Regions from separate parts of the Zea mays genome. Here region 1 is linked to region 2. A link is a contact called in public HiChIP or PLAC-seq data. All regions are on one chromosome and are shown on one strand. The core of a region is the stretch at or near the end of the contact, and the rest is flanking DNA. Distances in the headings are between cores, read along the strand shown.

Region 1 (4,841 bases), core at 1,580-4,079, 140 kb before region 2:
CATGTCAACCATGCTATGGGTACGACCAGTTATTATGTTTCTTCAAACAAAATCGTACCATCTTGCCGTACGTACACGAATTTGAGCGCTGTGAGATGCCAATCTTTGCATCCGTTCAACACAAGATGCATGAAATATTAGAGTGTTATGAGTTGATCAGCAAGACAGCAACCTAGACTATCCAGGGAAGTAGATTTGTTAGAAGTTAGCTGTATTTATACTGAAAAGAGTTCTAATATATTGGGAAAACTCGCATATATAGCAATCTTGTCGTGATAGCCAGATCATGCAAAAAAGGATATAAAATCTCACGGTCATGAACAATCTCTTCTCTTATCTCTCGCTATATCTAAAAAGTAGATTTGTTAGAGCTAGTTTGGAAAATCATATTTTCTTCCGGATTCAAAATTGAGGGGAAAATCATTTCTCTCAATCTCCTCCAATCCTGAAGAGGATTTGATTTTCCAAATTAGCTATTAAGGTTATTTGCTCACACGTCTGCTTCCGATACGAATCATCCTCAAGTCAGAGTACACGCGTTCTCAACATAGTTTCGATACAAAGACGAGATATATAGATGTCGGGATGATAGTGTGTATTCAAATTCTTAGGATAAATTCGTATGTATGAAATTTGATGCTAACATTTTCTTATGTTATCAAACACATTATTAAACTAAAAATAAAATTTTAGATAAATTGTTTTATATACTATTTGCTCCTTATACAAAATTTAAAAAGATGAAAAATTATTTGTATACGAATTTTATATTTATCATTTGAGAAGATATATGATAAATTTAAAGTTTAATTTTTATAAGTCTTTGCTAAAAACAAAAATATGCAATTGCATAGCTGATTCTATATCCACAATAAAGAAACAAAAAAATAATATCTGGATAAGTATTTGTTTCCATCTCTAGATACATGTGTCCCCATCTGATACGAAAATCGTGTGAGCTCATACGTCCGCGCCCAATTACTAACTAAGGTCATTTTAAAAATATAATAGCCGAACTCAACACTGAGTATATATCTATACAAATACAATGTCCATGTGTTACGACAATATATTAACATATTTGATAGTATAGTTAGTACAACAGTTATACGATAACCGAGAGTTTAATGGCAATCCAGTGTGATGCACCATTCCGACAAAAAAAATTAAGGTGAACCCTCCACACACAAAGAATTAAAATTAAAATAGACATATAGTGCACATATCAGATATTAAATTACATATACTATACTTTTATATTGCCAAAAGGTCAAGAAAAGTATAAGTTCACAAAAAGACTTACCCATTTTTTATAGCTCGCTCGGTCTATCCGAGGTTTCTCAAACCCCATCTATGGTGTAACGACTCATTATTTGTTAGACAGAAGTGGAGAGCAGGAATAGACCTATATGCTTTGCACACGACACACGACACATGAAATGGTGTTTTAAAAAGTAGAGATCTATAACACTACATGATTGTCCAATTAAAACTTTGCAAAACTAATACAACCAAACCACCCCCCACATCGATAACCTCCACTAAGTCCACCAAACAAATTGCACTCAGAGTTACACACAACATCAAAACCAACGGTTCATATCACTGGATAACCTCCATTGCCTTAATCACTTAAATCCAACGAACAATATTATTTAGATCATTTCTCATCCCTCAACCTCTCTCCCTCGCGACCCTGTCACCCCCAGTTTCTCCTCCCCCTTATTCGCGCCATTGTCAACCCCTACCCCTGCGCCGCCGCCATCGTCGACCCTACACTCATGTCTCCGGATTTGTAGCATTAGCACAGGCTATATGTTAGTTTATACCCCTATATAACACACCACCTTAAAGTTTGTAAAATCCACCCAACCAAATCATCCTTACACCAATAACCTCCTTCTAAATCTACAAAACAAACTAATCAAATGATTCAAATCGCTGGATAACTATTATATCTCTTACTTAATCAAATCTAGTAGCTAATGTTATTTGGATCATCATTAATTCTTCATCCCTCACACACAATAATCCCTGCCTCCCCATCCCCTATGACCCCGCTGGGCCCTCCTCTCACTCATGCCGCCAAAGCCGACCCCTCTCCGCCCCCTTTCCCACTCTAGGATCGTAGTGTTAACATGAATGTTGAGCAAAAATTCTACTTTCAACGCAGAAGTTTATTAATTCTCAACACCCCTGAGCTGTCTTTTCGTATAATTCTTTTACACATGCAACTTTACAGTCCACGCTGCATCCTTTAGGCTGTCTCCAGCAGGAGACTGTAAAGGGTCATGTACTCTAAATGTAGGGGACGGTCAGGTCCTTTATCCCTCCAGCAAGGAACTCTAAAGCGTCCTCTATCTGTAGAGGGTGCTCTATACACTGTACACCTTTTTGTGTTTGTACGCTCACGTGGTGACGAGTAGTAATAGAGGATGGAATTTAGGGGATATTGCTGAAGATGAAGAAGATATAGAGTACATAATCTTTTAGAGAGTGCTGTAAAGGACAAAGAATATTCCTTTAGGGGATCAAATTTAGGGGACGTTGCTGGAGACAGCCTTAGTTGTTCCATTTTTGGGAAAGTTCCTTTTCTTCTCTAGCGTGCATGCATCATAAAGGAAATATTTGCTGGGCTATGATGTGGATTGTAGAGGGATTATTATTATTAATTAACAGTAAAAGGATGACAATAAATTACAATACAATAAAAATGTTTAAATGCAATTTCGGTGAAAATTAAATGATATCACGAATTCCAGGGTGGAAACCCACTCTGGAAATGGGCTATGTATATAGACATAGGCGCGTATACGAGCGAAGGAAACGGAAGTTTAAGTTATTCCCAAATTGAACGGCCCAAAGGGAAACCCCACCACAACCGGTCTCGAGTCTCGACAGATCGGCGTCTTCGATGCCGCCGGCGCAGGCGCCCTCCAGCGGCGGCGCCGCGTGGCGCCAGCTGCTCCTGCTCCTGACAGTCCTCCCGCTCACGCTCGCTGCGCTGGCTTTCGTGCTCCAGTGGCGCGGCGGCGGCGGCGTCGATGACCCTACCACTCGCTGGCCCTCCCACGCCTTCCCCGGCATGGCCGAGCCCACCCCACCGTCCCTCCCCTCGTCCGACTGCGCAGACGTGCTCGTGGGATCCTCCGCCCCCTCCTTCCCCTACATCCGCGGCTGGTCATTCACCTCCGACTCGGGCGCTGCTATGGGTTCTGTAGAGGAACATCTCCAACCCAAGGTGTGCGTGCAGACGAGCACCTCCGCGGGGCTTGAGCAGATCCTGCCCTGGCTCTTCTATCACAAGGTCGTCGGCGTCGCGCAGTTCCTGCTCTTCGTGGAGGGCAAGGCGGCGAAACCCAATGTCGCGGGAGTCCTCGAGTCAATTCCTGTGAGTCGCAAGATTCTTTGTTCGTTGGTGTTCTTGATCCTCTACAGTTCCGCAGTTCCAGCGCTAATTTCAGTGCCTTTTTTTGTCTTCATGATTGATTGATTACGGAAGGGGGTAAAAGTGGTGTACAGAACTAAGGATCTTGAGGAGCGGCAGGCACGGAGGTCAGCTTCGTTTTCTCAGTCCCCTGTTTCCGATAACAGTTTTTCTTGTGTGTCATTTCCACATAAACCCCATATAAAAAAATAACTGCATCTTGTTTCAACTTTCAAAGTGAGAACCAAAAGCATAGGGTTGCTGGTGTAGCCAGACAAAACTAAGTCAGACCGCATCCAACCATTGACAATTATGGATAAAGGGAGAAATTTTCCATGCCTAGTTGCCTACTATTAACCCACTTCTAGGACATGTCGAAGATTGTTTAATAGGGAATATACGCGGAATTTAGACAGGTTTGAGCCCTCGATGCGAGATAATACCCTACATCATGTTTGAGGTGGTTCTGTTGTTGTATTGTATGTTCTAATCTGATGATTCTATGATCTGATGCTCTCAGGCGGTTCCCTGTCCCTCTTTTAATATTCTAAGGAGTGACGGAAGTTACATGATAGGCACCGAGTCGGCTATCAAGTTCATGATGGAACCGAGTCGGTACAAAGTCATACGTGAATTGAATTCTATGTCTTCGAGTTTATCTCTTATTCTGTTGAGATCTTACTATATCTGCGCTTCTAGAATCCTCCTGGTGGTTGTAGGCTCCCCTGGTCCTATTGCCGAGTCCTTCGGCTTGTGGCCGAGCCCATGAGCTCTTTTGCTCAGGCTCTTCTTTACGAAGCTTGGATAGATGCCCTAGTATATATTATTGATAGGACATAGCATGTCATAATGTCTGGCTTGGCATGTTCTTTGATAGAGTTTTTATCACTCATCTCTGTCACCTTCCTGATGTATTTTATTGCTTGGGCTCAAGTCGAATCTGGAATGAGACTTGGCTTTCAGGATTTTTCTACAAACCTTGCAACTATGAACTCTTTGTGAAGCAATCCCTCAACATGGAGATGGCTATTGTAATGGCTCGGGTATGTCTCTTGCCTGTTATATCTGCTGTTAATTCTGTTATGTTAATGATTGAGCTTTTCATTTGTAGCTTTAGTTAGTCATTGGGGCTGCTACGCAACAATGTTGATTTCTAGTTTTTCTTTGTGATTTTTTCTTTAGACATTTCATACACTAAGGACAATGCTATTTGTTGAAGGATGGTGGCATGGATTGGATCATACATTTAGACACTGATGAGTTACTTTATCCTGGCGGAGCTGCTGAGTATTCTGTTAGACGTTTGTTAGCTGAGGTCCCTCGTGATGTCGACATGGTTATTTTTCCAAACTATGTGAGTGAAACAAAGCCAAGAATCAAGTTTTACACTGCTACTCATATGTCTTGTTGTCGA
Region 2 (4,955 bases), core at 1,608-4,107:
TGGGATTTTATTTGCAAATAATAAGTTATCTAGCCTTTAAAAAGTGGTTATGAAAGGACCATTAGAATTTTAGAAGATATATTGAAAATCCCAAAAATCATGAAAACTTGAGGGTAAACTTAATATGTTTATATTAGCCCTTGGATAAAGTTTGAGCTTGTTTGGCCATTGTTTGACCAGGGAACCAGTTATAGTCCAAAGAAATAAACCTTTTAATACATAGTAAGTTTAGGAGTTAGTTTTACAAGTGAAATTGGAAATAGTAAACTTGCTATAACTTGTTAGCCTAAGAAGATTAGTTAAGTTAATCTTAGAAGATTATTTAGCTAGGAAACTCTTATGGCTAATAAACTCCGTGAAGGAAAGTTGTATTCAAAAGAGTGTTTTCTAATTCTTGTTTAGAAACTTGCATGTTCATGGCATAACATAAGCATCCATATATATATTATTGCGTGTAAAACATGAAGAAGATTATATAGTAGAAGAAGAAGTTATCCCTCCGACAAAGAACCCTCCTGTGGAGAACAATTTCTACTTTGACATTTGTGGTGCACAAGCAGCTACTCCTACAACACAAGGCAAGCCCGGTGCATTTACCCTTTTCCTTTAATTTTAAAGCTTTATCACCTTAAATGATGCATTAGGTAATAGGAGTTGTGTGATAAACTATTGATGCATTTCCTTCTTTGAGAAATTGGATATCATTCCGTGTACCTGATTTACTCAACAAGTTTATTGATGCTTAGCCTTGCTTAGGAAACAAAAATGTTTTGTTTTAAAAAGGTGATGCTTCACACTGGAATTGGAATGTTTACAACGGAAAACTTATGATGGTGGATCCATCATGGTCGTGATGGATTCGACATCGAACAAGAGTACCTCTAACAGGTAAAGTTTTGGGTTATAAATTATAAGATGAGATTGGGCGAGTGACTTGCACGAGAAGAGTCTCGGTATAGTGTTCTGTCTGAGTCGTTTAAGGACCGAGCCGATGTAGGCTTGATGATCGAGTACCTTTTAACTGGACACATGGCTTGTCATGGGTAAGCTTTCCCTCGGTCGGACCAATACTAAAACAGCTCGCCCACACTAGGCATGGGAGATGGTGAGAGTAGCGTGTACCCTCCGTGGCAAAAGGCTGTATGGTGGAGTAACTGTGCTCTCGGGTAGTGGGAACCTGTTCTGGTCTTGAGAAACCTGGGTGCAAGTTGACATATGCAAGGGTTAATTGCTACATATGTCGTGTGGCCATAGATCCCCAGCTGGGTATTAATCGATTTGGATCGCCGTTACTTCTCGGATATGAAGACTTGGTCACTGACCTACACTGTAGTGACAAGTAAACTCAGGGTCTGATAAAAGATGGCTAGTGTAGGCCAAGTGCTTGATCTAGATTAGGAAAGATCTAGATTCAGGAAACTACTTAACTTGATAAGTAAAAAGAATTCGTAAGGACCAACTTTAGTAAGCTTTGTGCAAACTGAGTCATTGGTTCTTGCTAAACCTTACCTTGACTAAAGGCCAGCATATCTTTGAGAGTCTTTTCTTTGGTCGGGTAAGACTTGCGAAAGTACACTTCGTACTTAGGGTTTTCGAACCCATGTTGTTGTAGGTGAAGAGCCTACAGAATTTGTTGCTTCTGTTCCCATACCAATTATAATAAGATATCACAATTATAATAAATTCTATTGTGCAATCAAATGACATATTAATTCATTAAGTTAATCATACAAGAGTTCTGAGTCGCTCTTGACCATAAACACAGCTAATATATCAGTTTTACACTCTACAAAGATTGCACATCTTTACCCACAAGCTGTGATACCCATCTGCCACGTGGCCATGATTCACATACACCTCTACCGAGAAAGCGAGACAGAGTAGCACTACGAGGCCTTTCCAAAGTTCCACTAGAGAAGAGAACCCGCTGGCGATATAGGAATCCCTCGTCCGAAAAGCTAAAAAGACAATCCGACCCGAGGACCTCCCTACACCTGTACTCCTCCACCTTGCTTGTCCCGATTAACTCACACTAGTTTTTCTAATTACTTAGCCAAGTGCTACCACAAAGGTGGAATGCACATCATCATTTATCTACGAAGTGCTAATCTACGCCATTGTATATCATAGAATTTTTATAGTCTAGAGGACCCATCATGATCAATTCGCCTGAGGGCCTACCGAGGCTGAGGGAATGCAGCATCCAAAGCCGCCCTAAAGGGAATTAAATCCTCTCTTATTCAAATTTAAATAAAAAAATATTTAATCTCTTTAATCCATCTCAATCCACGTCAAACCCAACAAAGCCTAAGCAGGCTGCTAGTGCTTAGGACGAGGGCAGTCGACAGAGCCAAGGGAGAGCGTGGGCCATGGAGCGCCTTTTGGGCTTGTTCGGTTAGGCCAATCCAGAGAGAGATTGGAAGGGTTTAAATCCCCTCTAGTCATCATTGGAGGGGTTTAAATCTCCTCTTAGTCAAAATGACTAGAAGGGGATTTAAATCCTCCCCTCTGGATTGGTGTAACCGAACACACCCTTAGGGGATCTGACAAAAGTCGGAGTGTGATGGTAATGGTGCTGTTGACTGAGCAGGCAGCTGATTGGTAGTGTTCCCATACGATGATCCAACCTTTTTATCAATGCACGGTACCGTTGACTAAGCAGCCACCTGATCCAATGCCCATACGAGTACAATTACAACGCGATTGAGGAAGCCTCCGTTAGGCTTAGGCACAACACAAGCAGGGAATAGTCACGGGTGCTGCTTCCTCTCCCATTTCCCTTCTCTCCTGCCCGTGCCGGCAGCAGTGCCATCCCGCTCCCTCCTCTCCGCAACCTGCCTAGAGGAGGATGACCTGCTGCCTCGCGGCCCATGCGGCCTCACGCCGTCCAGTTCAGGATCTCCGTTGCTGCTAGCGTCCTCGGCCCAAGCGCTGTCCTCGTCGGCAGCGCGCTCGCGAGGCTGCAGAATCGTTGGAAGGTTGGCCCCCGAGAACGTCCTTGACCCGGCGAGCATGACGGTAGGGCCCGGCCCGGCCGGTGCGGGCGCCTGGGCAGAGCCCCCCTCCTGGCCTCGGCTGCTCGAAGACCTCAGGCTCCCCGCCTCCTGCTGTGCTCTGCCTCCACCATCCCTTTCGCGGTACCTCTCCCTGGAGCGGCTGCAGAACGAGCAAGTAAACGCAGCGTGTGAATAGAGCACGGCCAAAGTAATACATACGGTCTCTAACCATACTACACAGACTACACCTGTTGGGATTGGCAGAGAACTCACGCCTTGATGACCGCCCCAACTCGACTTGCTCCAGTTCGCGTTGAAGCTCTCTCTAAAGATGGAAACAGTCACAAAACAATGATACTTTGAGTCACTGAGGACATGGACATACTATGCACGCACAGGTTCCACAAATCATAGCACAAGCAAGAGAATCTGTGCATAATAATAATAATAACAATAACAACAATAAACACATACGTCATAAATAAGAAAGTGACTCAAACTTCCAATGCTGTTTCACAGGAAAAGACACTTGAAATAGCTTTCTAACTAGCGCTACCACTATGTTTCTTTTAGTAATGGATGTACGGAGGATTTATTGCAAAACGGTATATGTTCCAAAACTAACAGATTATGACAATTTGAAAGAATAAATTGCCTTGTACCTGAGTTTGTTTCTCTTTTTCCAAATCAATGTTGAATTGCAGTTCCCTAGACTTTGCACGCTCAATATCCAGTTGACGCTGCCTTTCTACTTCACGTTCCATCTCGAGAGCTCTTTCCCTACAAAGACATACAAACAAAAGAAATAGGGATAAACAACTCTATTGTCTCTCTTTTTTTTCTCGAATACGCTGTGTATCATTATATTAAGAAGGAGAAACCTGTCGAGCTCTTGCATAAGCTCCGTTTCCCTGGAGCGTGTCTCTTCTAGGTACTTTTCACGGGCATGTCTTAGAAGCAGCTTCTTTTGTCTGCGCGCTGTAATTTCCTCTTTCAGCCTAGACCTTTCCCTGTCAAATTACAACATACCAAATGAATATTAACAGTTCAATATGCTTCTAAAATCTAAAGTAAACTGTTTTGATAACATGGATATCTTGGATCGACATAGCAGTCAATACAACAGCAAACTTGCTACTGTAAGAATTTCGTAAAAAAATGAACAACGGTAAATTTGAAGGACCGTGCAATAGGTAAACTTACAGGGACCGAATATTTTCCCGGATTTGCTGGAGCCGTTTATTAACCTCACTACCATCACGGTCATCTGTAAACAAAATTGCATAAGACATGTAAATAGCAATATGTAGCATTAACGAGAACCCTGCATGTAATTGAGCTTACATGATGGCATGGCAAGCACCATCGTATCATTGGTATGCTCAACAAAGTTAGGAACTGACTTCTCTTTTTCAATAAGCTCCAATTCAATCTCAGCTTCTTCAAGTTCCTTGGTGACAAATTTAATCAAGTGTTAGGACTCTGAATAAGATATCCAAAACATGATGCCAGAAAGGAAAGGCTGTTGCACTGCTCACCTCATGTTCTTGTGCAGATCTGGCTGCGAAGAACTCAAAGTATGCTTCAATAGAACTCAAAGAGGACATCACCTATCAAGATGAGTATAGCAAATTTATATAGATCAGTACTAATTAAAGCATAAAATTAGCACCATATGACTTCAGTAACTTTCTTTTTTTCCTGGAACGATACAGGAGAGCTGCATTGCCATTTCATTAAGCATACAAGAAAAAATATCAATTTGAACAAAGATACAAGCATGTCAGTGTTTCCTTATGCTAGAAAGAATTTTCTTTAAAGAAAGATGAACAAAAAGTTCCAAACACTAACAATTGTGGGGGCACACTTAGTCTAAGTGCAGTTATTACAAAGATTGAAACTGTCAGCAAAATATAAAATGAGTCTTATATGCAGGCACGATCAACAATGAGAATATAA

The links. HiChIP or PLAC-seq counts read pairs in DNA pulled down with a chosen protein or histone mark.
Region 1: an H3K4me3 HiChIP or PLAC-seq map of leaf shows a contact between it and region 2, with 6 times the contacts expected there. The contact joins the promoter of LOC100273097 here to the enhancer-like site in region 2. A contact is called at or near these places in 13 of 25 Hi-C or Micro-C datasets (ear, endosperm, leaf and 3 more) and 1 of 3 datasets of contacts at active chromatin or transcription factors (leaf).

Annotation. Positions count from the first base shown.
Region 1 is chr1:109,087,191-109,092,031 of Zm-B73-REFERENCE-NAM-5.0, reverse strand. It overlaps LOC100273097, which reads left to right and starts at 2,829. Exons shown (of 10, transcript NM_001147546.2): 1 at 2,829-3,391; 2 at 3,503-3,555; 3 at 4,362-4,470; 4 at 4,647-4,781. The coding sequence starts at 2,915.
Region 2 is chr1:108,949,138-108,954,092 of Zm-B73-REFERENCE-NAM-5.0, reverse strand. It overlaps LOC100272722, which reads right to left. Exons shown (of 24, transcript NM_001360107.1): 18 at 4,535-4,606; 19 at 4,341-4,446; 20 at 4,200-4,263; 21 at 3,878-4,006; 22 at 3,659-3,776; 23 at 3,245-3,321; 24 at 2,563-3,156. The coding sequence ends at 2,751. Among protein-coding and RNA genes, the nearest start is that of LOC103644846, 16 kb to the left of the region's middle. Within about 2 kb of position 2,857, at least 19 of the 20 cell types and tissues checked have an H3K27ac peak or open chromatin away from gene starts, as enhancers often do. A contact at or near this core is called in ear, endosperm, leaf and 3 more, where this site is marked.